Regions from separate parts of the Mus musculus genome. Here regions 2 and 3 are each linked to region 1. The links are chromatin contacts, called in public promoter capture Hi-C maps. All regions are on one chromosome and are shown on one strand. The core of a region is the stretch at or near the end of the contact, and the rest is flanking DNA. Distances in the headings are between cores, read along the strand shown.

What was found. Promoter capture Hi-C pulls out the DNA fragments that hold promoters and counts their contacts.
Region 2: a promoter capture Hi-C map of embryonic stem cells shows a contact between it and region 1. The contact joins the enhancer-like site here to the promoter of Krr1 in region 1. A contact is called at or near these places in 5 of 39 promoter capture datasets (the HPC-7 cell line, cranial neural crest, embryonic stem cells and 2 more), 1 of 484 Hi-C or Micro-C datasets (bone marrow-derived macrophages), 13 of 115 datasets of contacts at active chromatin or transcription factors (bone marrow-derived macrophages, embryonic basal ganglia, embryonic forebrain and 6 more) and 2 of 9 other capture datasets (embryonic stem cells and liver).
Region 3: a promoter capture Hi-C map of the HPC-7 cell line shows a contact between it and region 1. The contact joins the enhancer-like site here to the promoter of Krr1 in region 1. A contact is called at or near these places in 4 of 39 promoter capture datasets (the HPC-7 cell line, cranial neural crest, embryonic stem cells and 1 more), 1 of 15 datasets of contacts at CTCF or cohesin (the NIH/3T3 cell line), 8 of 115 datasets of contacts at active chromatin or transcription factors (bone marrow-derived macrophages, embryonic stem cells, microglia and 2 more) and 1 of 9 other capture datasets (adipose tissue).

Annotation. Positions count from the first base shown.
Region 1 is chr10:111,970,799-111,974,385 of GRCm38.p6, reverse strand. Krr1 (KRR1, small subunit (SSU) processome component, homolog (yeast)) reads right to left here and starts at 1,691. Exons shown (of 10, transcript NM_178610.4): 1 at 1,512-1,691. The coding sequence starts at 1,593.
Region 2 is chr10:111,538,350-111,541,936 of GRCm38.p6, reverse strand. No RefSeq gene overlaps it. Among named protein-coding and RNA genes, the nearest start is that of Gm30193, 34 kb to the left of the region's middle. Within about 2 kb of position 1,971, at least 212 of the 459 cell types and tissues checked have an H3K27ac peak or open chromatin away from gene starts, as enhancers often do. A contact at or near this core is called in the HPC-7 cell line, bone marrow-derived macrophages, embryonic stem cells and 4 more, where this site is marked.
Region 3 is chr10:111,558,673-111,562,259 of GRCm38.p6, reverse strand. No RefSeq gene overlaps it. Among named protein-coding and RNA genes, the nearest start is that of Gm30193, 13 kb to the left of the region's middle. Within about 2 kb of position 1,874, at least 29 of the 459 cell types and tissues checked have an H3K27ac peak or open chromatin away from gene starts, as enhancers often do. A contact at or near this core is called in the HPC-7 cell line, where this site is marked.

The DNA of each region.
Region 1 (3,587 bases), core at 442-2,941:
GCCTGGTCTACAAAGTGAGTTCCAGGACAGCCAGGGCTACACAGAGAAACCCTGTCTCGAAAAACAAAAAAAAAAAAAAAACAAAAACAAAAACAAAACAAAACAAAACAAAACAAAAAGCAAGCAAGCAAACTCAGGCCCAGGGTTAAACCTTCCTAAGACAGAATGTGTGAACCCTAGTAGAGGAAAGGGAAGGGAACTAAGGCCACTTAGGACCAAGAATATCACTTGCTTATTAGGTTAGGGTGAAAGTCTAGCTATATAAGTACATCCAGGACCTCAAAATCAAAACACAACAACAACAAAAAAAATCACTGTAAATTTAGATCGATGAGCAATCTCAACTATTAGAGTTGTGCTGGCCCAGTTTCCCCTCCATGGTTGACTATACCCTCACGCTTTGAACGTAAACAAACCTTTCCTAAAACAGAAAAAAACCTGGCACAGCTCCTTCCGGTAGCATTAGCATAACTTGAAGATACCCTGCAATTGAGTTTCCAATCCTAAATTCCTACAGAGACCCTGAGGCATTACCAGAAGACATGCACAAAGGTGCTTACAAGAGCAAGCTGAAGGCAGAGCTCAAATGTCCGCCAACGACGGAATTTAAATATTACACAGCATCGTAAAGAATCAGAAGCTAAAGACACAGACAACATACATAGAGTACACAGCTCCATTCATTCTCCTATGATTCAAAAGGAGACAAAAATCGAAGCGTTTTGTTAAAAATCATAATAGCTGTAGATAGGTGACAGAAAGCTCGAACGAATTACTCCGGGTACCAGAAAGGAAGCTATATAGCATCTGTGATTGGCACATGGATAACTTGAGGAAGATGGTCTACTCATCCTGTCAATTCCTCAAGCGTTGGTTTGAAGCTTTTACCGGTGTCTATAGTCCCTGCCGTATTTTACGTACTTAGTTTTTAAAAGAAAAAAATTTTTCTTTTTAAATTGAAGGTAGGTAAAAACCAAACTCTCATCAAAACGGAAAGAAGCAATCAAACTAGAGCAGCCAAAAATCAAACTAGGGGTTAGAGCTAAAGACTGAGAGCTGTGTCATTTAGCAACTTAATAATCAGATAAAAGTTCTGACAAAACTTCCCATTGAGCTCCGTCCCCACCTTTCCCCGTCCGCCTCCCTCATCACCATCGGCGCTCGCAGGACACGAAGATTCTCCCACCTGATCCTGATCCGCATCCTCTCAACCTCCCCTCCCCAAAGCTCAAGGCAGAACTGCCGCGCCTTCCACAATCTCTGAGTCCTCACACTTTTACCGGGGACAGAAGGCGCATCGGGTACACTTGCCAGGGACGGTCGCTGGCAAAAACACTGCGTTAGCTGCACGTGGCCGGCGCAGCCATCAACACCCGCAACCCTCGGCTACCCCGGCTACCGCAGGCACTGCACAGCCTAAAAGAGGCTCAACCCAAGTGCGCGGCCAAAGAAAGAGACAAAGATGCTTCGAGATCCGCCAGCTCCGGGCTTCGGGTCTCGCACTGCCTCACCTTGGGTCTCACGCTTCTGTTTCTGCGGCTGAGAGTCACGTTTTTGAGCTTCTTTGGCAGGCGCCTCCGCAGAAGTTGCCATCGCAAAACTGCTTCCGGCGGCCCCGGAAGTGGAACTGTTCTTTAAGATCCCGCCGGCTACAATGTGTAAAAGGCAAAACGAGTTCCGGATAATCCCTATGAGACCTGCGTGGTCTCTGCTCTGACGAACAGGAAGCCGATGGGGCGGGGACGGGGGGGAGCGTGACACTTCCTTCCCAGGATGCATTGCAACCTCGGTGTTGCACGCTGGGAATGGTAGTTTTCTTGTATCAAGCTCTAAATTGTAGCTACTTGTATAGCCCTGTGGGAACTTCTTTTTTGAGAGGGGAAGGGAAGGAAAGGGAGAGAAAGGGAGCGAAGGAGAGGAGAGAGAAGAGAGGTGGGTGAGGGTGAGGGAGAGAAGGGAGGGGAAATTATTAAAATTCTTATTTGAGGGGGATTAGAAATCTAATGAAAATGGCGAATTGTATCAAAAATCTACCCAAACTTTGCTACCACTCTTTAGCCCATTTGAAAACCTACCATGAGTTTTGCATTTTAAATCTCTCAACTTCCAGATTGGTTTTAAAAGACTTTTCTGTTCTATTTTTATTTATTTGTTTGCTTGCTTGTTTTGTTTATTTTGGGTTTATGAATCGAGGCCACTGTGTATCCTTCACTAGCCTGGAACATGCTATGTAGACCTGGCTGGCCTCAACGTCATAGTGATCTTCCTGCTTATGACTCCAGAATCTGGGATTAAAGGTGTGTACCACCACACCGGTCTTCAGCATTCAAATGTTTGGGGTTTTTTGGTGGGGGCTGGAGGGAGCTATTACCAAAACTTTATTGTTTATTATTCTTACATCATAGCTTTAAAAGGCTTAGAATATAGTCAGTAAAAACAGCAAAAAAATATTAGCACAAAAATATATTCACTAAATTAGATGCTAAGATGTGAAGAGATGTAACCAGGGTCTGAAAACACACTAGGACCTCTCCTTCTGGACCATGCTCTCCCCAACCTCCAGGAAATATTTAATAAGCACATGGGTCAATAAGCCAGATAAAGGAAAGAGGAGTACCCGCATATGCCTAGTAAAACTGAGAACAATACTTCAGGTGCTTAGATCGGTGGTTTTCAACCTGTGGATTGTGACTCCTTAGAGGGTCAAACTACCTTTCACAGGGGTCGTCTAAGACCATCAGAACGCACATGTATATAGACATTATAATTCATAACAGTAGCAAAGTTGGACGTAATAACGAAATGATTTTGTGGTTCAGGGATCACAGAAACATGCAGAACTATACTGAAGAGTTGCAGCATTAGGAAGGTTGGTAACCACTGGATTCGACTATGTTTTGAACAAATTTTAAGGGAAATTCTCTGTATGCAAACTGATGCCTCATAATGGTGCACCCATTCCAGTCTCTTTGAGAATCAAATGTAGTTAGTATTATGTTTGAATGGTTATGAGCTTCGAGCTTCTTTCAAAGAGTGCTTTTCACACATGGGTGTGTGGGTCTGGGTTCCTTTCACTGGAAAGAGGCTGTTGGCCTCACTTCAACTTCTTCCAAGCCCTTGTTATTTTTTTTAAGTTGACAGCATAATAGTATTTCAATAAATACTAAAAAGTCTTCTAAAATCAAGATGAGAAGATGGGAAATTCAACACAACTATCAGGTTGGGGGGCACCCACATGTTCTGAATAAATTTCATCTAGATTTTAATGAGTCTGTTACTCATTGATCATAAAGTATTTAAATCAATAATTTAAAAGGGAAGAGGCTATGGGACTTTATTGTAATTTGTTGTGCTGTGTTCGGTTGATATCCCTGGGAGGCTTTTCATTTGTTTGTTTTAAGAGAAACAGAGGAGGAGTGGATCTGGGGAAGAAGAGAGAGGGGACTAGGAGGGGTGGAGGTAGGGGAAACTGGTTGGAATATAATGTATGTAAAGAATGAAAATAAAAGGTAAAATGCTCTGCTGACTACAGTAGTCAACAGTCCCAGTACTTGACAGGTTGAGGCAGGAGGAGTGCCTCAAATCTG
Region 2 (3,587 bases), core at 722-3,221, 430 kb after region 1:
TATGTCTGTATTCCAGCCAGAGTAGCCATGTAGCTGGGTTAAAATCCCTCTACACTACAGTGTTTCTCTAATAAGCACAAAGCCCTGAGCTCCATCCTCAACACTGCATAAACTGGGCATGGTGGCACACACCTGCAACACGTACTCGGGAGGTAGAGGCAGGAGGATTAGAAGTTCAAGGTCACCTTCTGCTACATATTGAGTTCGGGACAACTGGGATACATGAGACCCTGGCTCAAAAAAAAAAAAATGTTTCTAAGTAACTATTACCTATTTATTTCTTCTCAGACACCAGGTTTCCTGCTAAGTTGTTGTTGTTTTTTTTTAATAGGCATCAGTTCTTCTAATCTCACAGTAATCATATTAGAGAAATAATATTTTGATATTGCTCCTAATAGATGAACAATCATGAGTTAGCTTATATAACTTGCCACGAATCAGGCTAATTAGTGAAGAAACCAGAATTGAAGCCAGGGCTATTCACCTTCAAATTCCAAGCTTTTAACTACACACTGTGGGCCCCAGGGACTGGGTGCAGATCTGGCAGCCATGGGCTTGTATATTTGTTGTCACATCAATTCCTGTCCCTCTTCCTTGTGTCTGAGTACATAATAATCGTAGTAGACTGCAGATGGGAAAAATACAGAAGTCTTGTTCCCATGTGTCATCTCTACATCTTTTTATTTCTTTCCCTTGTATAAGAAAGAAGGGAAGCTACAGCAACAAACATTCTAGCAGCTTCTAGCCTATTTCCTTGCTCCCCGATATGGGAAATGTGACCTTTGAGAACAGATTGACTTTTCAAGCTTGACCAGTAAAAGCTCCAACCGAAACACCTCATCAAGCACACATTGAGAGGGGCCAATTGAATTCTGGGCCTCACTTACAATTCATCTTCTGACCTTCTGTTGTGAACTGTAGTCAAGACGATCATCCCATCTTCCGCCAGAATTTTAACAAACAATCCTCACAGTGGCCCCTTAAAGGCATTAGGGTTGTGACAATCACCCTAGCATTCCCAAGCATAAGCGCATGCTCCGCATCAGCGCATGCTCCTTAGAGCATGACGCTGTGCGGAACCTTTGGCGTTTCGGGATGCCTTGTATTCACATCTGAGCAGCTAAGGCTGGGCACTGCACATCTTTGCAAGGAGATTTACCCATATCACACATCAGAAAAGGGCCAATCACTGAGACATCAGGAAATAAAGAGTAGAGCTGGCCCTTCACCAGGCACTCAGGGGTGGGGGGTGGGGTGGGGAACATGCTAAAGAAATCCATAGTGATAGGCATAAAGAAGAGGCTACTGTCTGACCCAGAATTATGACAGAACCTGCACCAAGTGACTTGAACCCTATAGGCCTCTTACAACATCCGATTGCTGGATCACGTGATCTCATTCCAAACCAACACCAATGGGAAAGTCCTGAAGAACATTTGGTAATCTCGACCAAAACACTAATGGTGTCTCACTCCACCGGAGGTCACAGACAACACAGACAGGCGCCACAACTTGTCCCAACTAGGATTCATTATTAGGAATGTATACAATCGCTTCCTGCATGAAATCAAAAACCCACCAAGAGCGAACAGCAACCCATTCTGAGCTTTGGCAATAAGAGTCAGGCTAAAATGCAGAACAAATTTCATCATAGAACAAATCGTAAGAAATGAAGTGGGTGGAGCAATAAGGGAAGTAGCTCAGCAAGAGATGACCAAGGAGCGGAACAGCCCACATGGAACCTACAGAGGAACGGGAGGCAAGAACACAGAAGCCGACAGGAAATGAATTCAAGAAGGAAACTGTGGGAGAATTCGAAAGTGCCTTGAGGAGAAGCCAGGCTGCAGTGGGCGGCACAGATGCTAACATCCTGCCAGCTGAACTCCTGAGTGGAAGAACTAAGAGTCTGTTCAAACCCTGAGGAAAGGCTCAGCTCCTGGGCCTGGCAGGCTATGCTGAGCAGCCTCAGGCAGGATAGGCTTCACTGACATCACAGTCCCAAGCCAATGGCGGCCATTGTGCACGGTAACACAAGGATAAGTATTTATTTCAGTCCTCTGTGGGAGGGCTGCATTTTCTTCTGAGGTCATCTGGAGCAAATGTAGCTCCCACAGGGGCCTCGTTTTATGAGGCCCAGCTTAACCTGGCCACACCATGCTAGACTAACAAAGGGGAATTGGAGAGGTGGCAACAGAGTGACTCAGCCAGCCTTAACCCTTGAGAGCCTGGAGAGAAATATCCAGCTCAGCTCTTCTACACATTGAGGGCTCTGGGGGACCTGTCTGCCTTCAAAGAAGAGATCAACAATTGCAGACAACTGCCTGTCATTGTCGCCTAGAATAGCCCCAGTCCTCGGTCCTTTTTATCCAGTGCTGGATAAAAAACCTTACTTTCTCTAGTCTTAACTGCCATTCCTCAACCTTTCTACCATCTCCTTTTCTGCTCTGATACAATGATGCAATTCTTGGTTTTTCTACTTGGGAAACACACACACACAAACATAAATCCCAACTTAATGTTTCCAGTTAGCTATTAAATGCCTCTGACTTGTGTCAAATGTAACAACCTATGCCTCCTCCCTTACTCTCCCACCACTACCAAATAAAAAGCAATGCCCCACTCCCCCACTTCATTGAACGGCAATTCCACCTTCTCCAAACTCAACTCTGTTTAATGGCACACACCCAGCCCTCCAGAAAATGCCTTGGGTGTCCATTTAGACCATACCTTGACCATCATATCTTAGCCCCCCACCATCCATCTCTCTTGTAAATGAATGGTTGCAATAACCTCCCACCTGATCTTCCTGCTTCCGTGCCTGTCGTCCTTCATACAAAACAGCAGACTTACCGGTGCTTCCAAACTTCAAAACACTTTCAGCTCAAACTCTCCAGGAATGTCAGCTGGAGAAAAAAAAAAAAATGAAAGGTCCTTTTTTAAGTTTTATATGTCTGTGCATGTGCCCCAGCATACATGTAGAGGTCATGAGGTAACCTGCCAGAATTAGCTCTTTCTTTCTATCACATGGGTTGTAAGGATCGAACCCAGGTCATTGGACTTGGTGGGAAGCATCTTTATTTAACCATTGAGTGGTCCCACTGGTCCTCACGTTCTTACAGTGGCCTAAAACCCCCTCCACATTCACTCCACCCCTGTAGACCTCTCCTGCCTCATCTCTTTCCACCTCCTGCGTCCTACCTCTGGTTCAGCCACTCTCCTCCCTTCAATCCCCTAACTCCCATGATTATATCTAACTTTGCCGAATTTAGGAGATAGGAATACAAGACAACTTTGCAATTTTCTAGGATAAGTGTGTTATATTACAGGACGCTTACATGAACAATTCTGTATTGTTTATGTGAAGTTCATCTTTGACTGGGCATTCTTTATTTTATCTGGCAAGCCCCAGCTTTCCCCCACCTCTGGCTCTTTTGCACTGGGTCTTTTCCCGCTGCATCAATACAGTTATGTGGCCTGTTCTCTCATCCACTTCCAAACCATCTGCTCAAACATCACTTTCTTGGTGAAAAACTAAAATCAGATCCTCCCCACCCTGCCCCCAAGCATGTTTTTCTCAACATAAATTA
Region 3 (3,587 bases), core at 625-3,124, 410 kb after region 1:
TGCACCTGCTTTCTCATGGCCTTAGGGCAAACATCCGAGGTGAGTTTCAACTCAAAGGAGAGATACATTTTTATGGCTTTTGAAATCAAATTGCTCCCTCAAAGAAGGAGCTATTTTTGTTCCCGCTAGTCTTGTGTGGAAGTATTTACCCCCCTATAACTGTCTCTTTGTTGAGTACTGCAATAAAACAAAATTGCTAATATGATAGACGAATAACTAAGCTACTTCTTTCTATGTATTTCTTTATAGCCGTTGAGGCCGTGGATTCTGCTTGCTGTATACTTTTTATGGGAATTAGTTGTTCCTATAGTTTGTAGGTGTTCTTTACACATGTATACATTTTGCAAAGAATGAGCTTTTTAAAAAATTTAAGTGTGTGTGTATGTCTATGTATGTGTGTATGCATATATATATGTCTGTTTCTGAGTATGTGTCTATATGAAGGTATTTCATTTGGATGCAGGTGCCCTTGCAGTAAGGAAAGGTTATCAGATCCCCCTGTAGCTGGAGCTACAGGTAGTTAAGAGTCACTTAACGTGTATGCTGGGAACTAAACTCAGGTCTCTGCCAAAGAGGCCTGGGTTCTTAACCTCTGAGCCACCTCCCCCAGGTCAGAATGAGCCTTTATAACTTTCATGCTATTCCTGATAGTTTCCATCTTACGTGCTCTGTCAATCACACACACGGCTCCTCTCTGCCCTGATGGTTGCATTTATCACTTCTCCCACCACATTTTTAAAGGGCTAGATGACTTAGAAAGATGGCCCCTTAGGCATGGCAGTTACAGAGCTTTAGTCACCAACCCAGCTCACCTCACGCTCACTAAAGATGCTGAGGACCAAGCCCAGAGTCTCACACTTTCTAGGAAACGGCTCTATCATGGAACCACACATCCAAACCCTCTTTTGTATGCTTCAGACTATGCTCAAAACAAAATACACCATACCGTGATCCAATATATTCATATGGAGATACATGTATATACATAGTTAATAAACATTCATGTCTATAATAGAAGTCTTTGTTTTATAGAACCATACTCTCCTTAATACTTGCCTTTTGCATTGATTTTTTTTCTTCTAAGGCTAGTTGATAACAACTAAATTGGGTCCACAAATCATTTCTAAGGCCACAGTTGAAAAAGCATCCTAATAATTTACTTAAAGCTGCTGAGGATCCAAAAAAGGGACACTAGTCCACACTTTCCCCCTAGAAATATGGTTATTCAAGACTAAGTGGTAGGGTTGCTCAGTGGTTAAGAGCACTGGCTATTCTTCCAGAGGATTTGGGTTCAACACCCAGCACCCACATGGCAGCTCACAACGGTCTGTAACTCCAGTTCCAGAGGACCTGGCACCTTCTTACAGACATAAATGCAGGCAAACACCAATGCACATGAAAACCCTTAAAAAGAGAAAGACTCAGATAGAAGGATATTGTTATTCTCGTTTGACAGCTAAGAAAACCCAGCCTGGAACACTAAGAGATCTTCACACCCGGGGCTGCAAATGCCACTCTGTTTAGTAAAAGCACTTTCCCTTCAAGCAGAAGGCTCTGAGTTCCATCTTCAGAGCCCAAGTGATGGCACCCGCTTGTCTTCTCGGCACCGGGAAGACAGAGGTCTGCAGATCTCTGGGGCTGGCTGCCTCGCCCATCTTGCTAGCCTGCTAGGCAAACCCTTGGCCAATGAATGATCCTATCTGAAGAAAACCCAAAAGGTGGGAGAAACCTGAAGGAGGATACACGTGCATGCATCAGCACACACATGAACACGTGTGCACACACCTGTACACACATACACACATAATAAGGAAAGCTGAGAGGAACAGGAGAGCAGAGAACGCTACTCCAGACAAAACTCATGTCCTGTCAATGAGCGGAGGCACAATGGCCTGCTGCCCTGGGCTTCAAAGGGTCCAGGCTCCTCAAGGAGAATCTCTCAGAACCTGGGTTTCCCTGGCCACTCACTTCAAACCTCTTTCTCTTGGCTTTGATGTTTTATTATCTCCGGGGAAGCTGGACACTCAGCTTGCTCTATGAGAAGTGGATGGTGGCTTGGTTTTTATACGGACAAGGGCACGATAGAACTGGCAGGAAGTCTTCAAAATAACTCCGCCAGCAACTCACTTAATAACATCATAACCAGGAAGTCCTCTCTGAGATCTAATCTACATCCATATGGCAGCAACTTATAAATAGACTTTAATTTCCCACCCCGTACCCAGAGTGCCGGATGCCCAAGGACAATGTAAAACAGTAATTGAGTGCATCCCAAACACAGCCAGGAGGGGAATTGGCTAATTTGCATGTGAACCATTGTAATGCTCAGAAAAAGGCTCACACGTTAAAAAGACTCTACTTTAAAAAAAAAAAAAAAAGTCCCATAATTAAACTCCTGCTAAGAGTAGTTGCAAATACTCAATAATTCTTATTCAAAGAAGAAAGCCAAGGTACTTTTATTCCTTTTATTGTTAGAGAGATATGTACGTTGCTCCTTATCTAAAGACTTGAGGCTCAGAACTCCCGCTGGGGCAAATTAGGAACAATACTGAGCGTTCAATTTCTCTATAGCAGAGAAAAAGGTTCCAGGAGTCCCAGGTGTCCGTTGGAGGTGGGAGGGCCGGGAGGGGGGGGGTGGGGGTGGGGGGGTTCATGGTTGCCTATTAACTCTCTCACCTCCCCTAGATAGCCAGGTGACAGCTGCAGTGTGGTCTCTTTGAAGTGTCATTCCGGGGCGGCACTTCAGAGGGCACAGGCCTCTAAGGCAGGTATGTTTGCTGGACACACCTGGTTCCTGCCAAGTACAAAGCCACAGATGGAAGGCAGGAATCGGCTAAGCCAGTGGTTCTCAACCTTTCTGATGCCACGACCCTTTAATACAGTTCCTCCTGCTGCTCCGAGTGACCCCGGCCATAAAATTATTTCACTGCTACTTCACAACCGTAATTCCGCTACTGTTATGAATCATAATGCAAATATTTGGGAAGATAGAGGTTTGCCAAAGGGGTCCCAACCCACAGATTGAGAACCGCTGGCCTATGCCAAGGGGCCCTTTAATGAAGTGTGACCAAATTCAAGGACTCATCCCTTCAAGGAGACAGGGTGAGCTCAGAGATTAACTAAGCTTGTCAAAATATGTTCCTTTTGAAGATAAAAACAAACAAACAAACCTGCCCTCTCTACTAAGGATCATCATAGCACAGATGCATTGTGGGGTGAGGGTGGGGGGCACTTTGTCTGGCAAGTGCCCTGTGTGAAAAAAACGAATCTTTATTTGCATGAGCAAGAGGCGGGAGACAGCTGTTAAAAACAACCTGTCAGTAGAAAGCTAGGGATGTGTGTTCCGTTGTGAATGGAAATGTGAACCACCATAAAAATAGACACTAGCGAAACCAAAGGGACCATGTAGAGGTCAGACACAGAATGTGAGGAATCCTGGCCTCCTTCCAAGTCGGCTAGACAACACTCAGGCCATACCTTGAGAGGAAGACACTACCAAGTAGCCTTAAATAAGTTACCTTTGGGAGGGTCTACGGAGTAACGAGTATTGCTCAGTCCTTACTGTATCTGTGTGGGTGCTGGGGCAT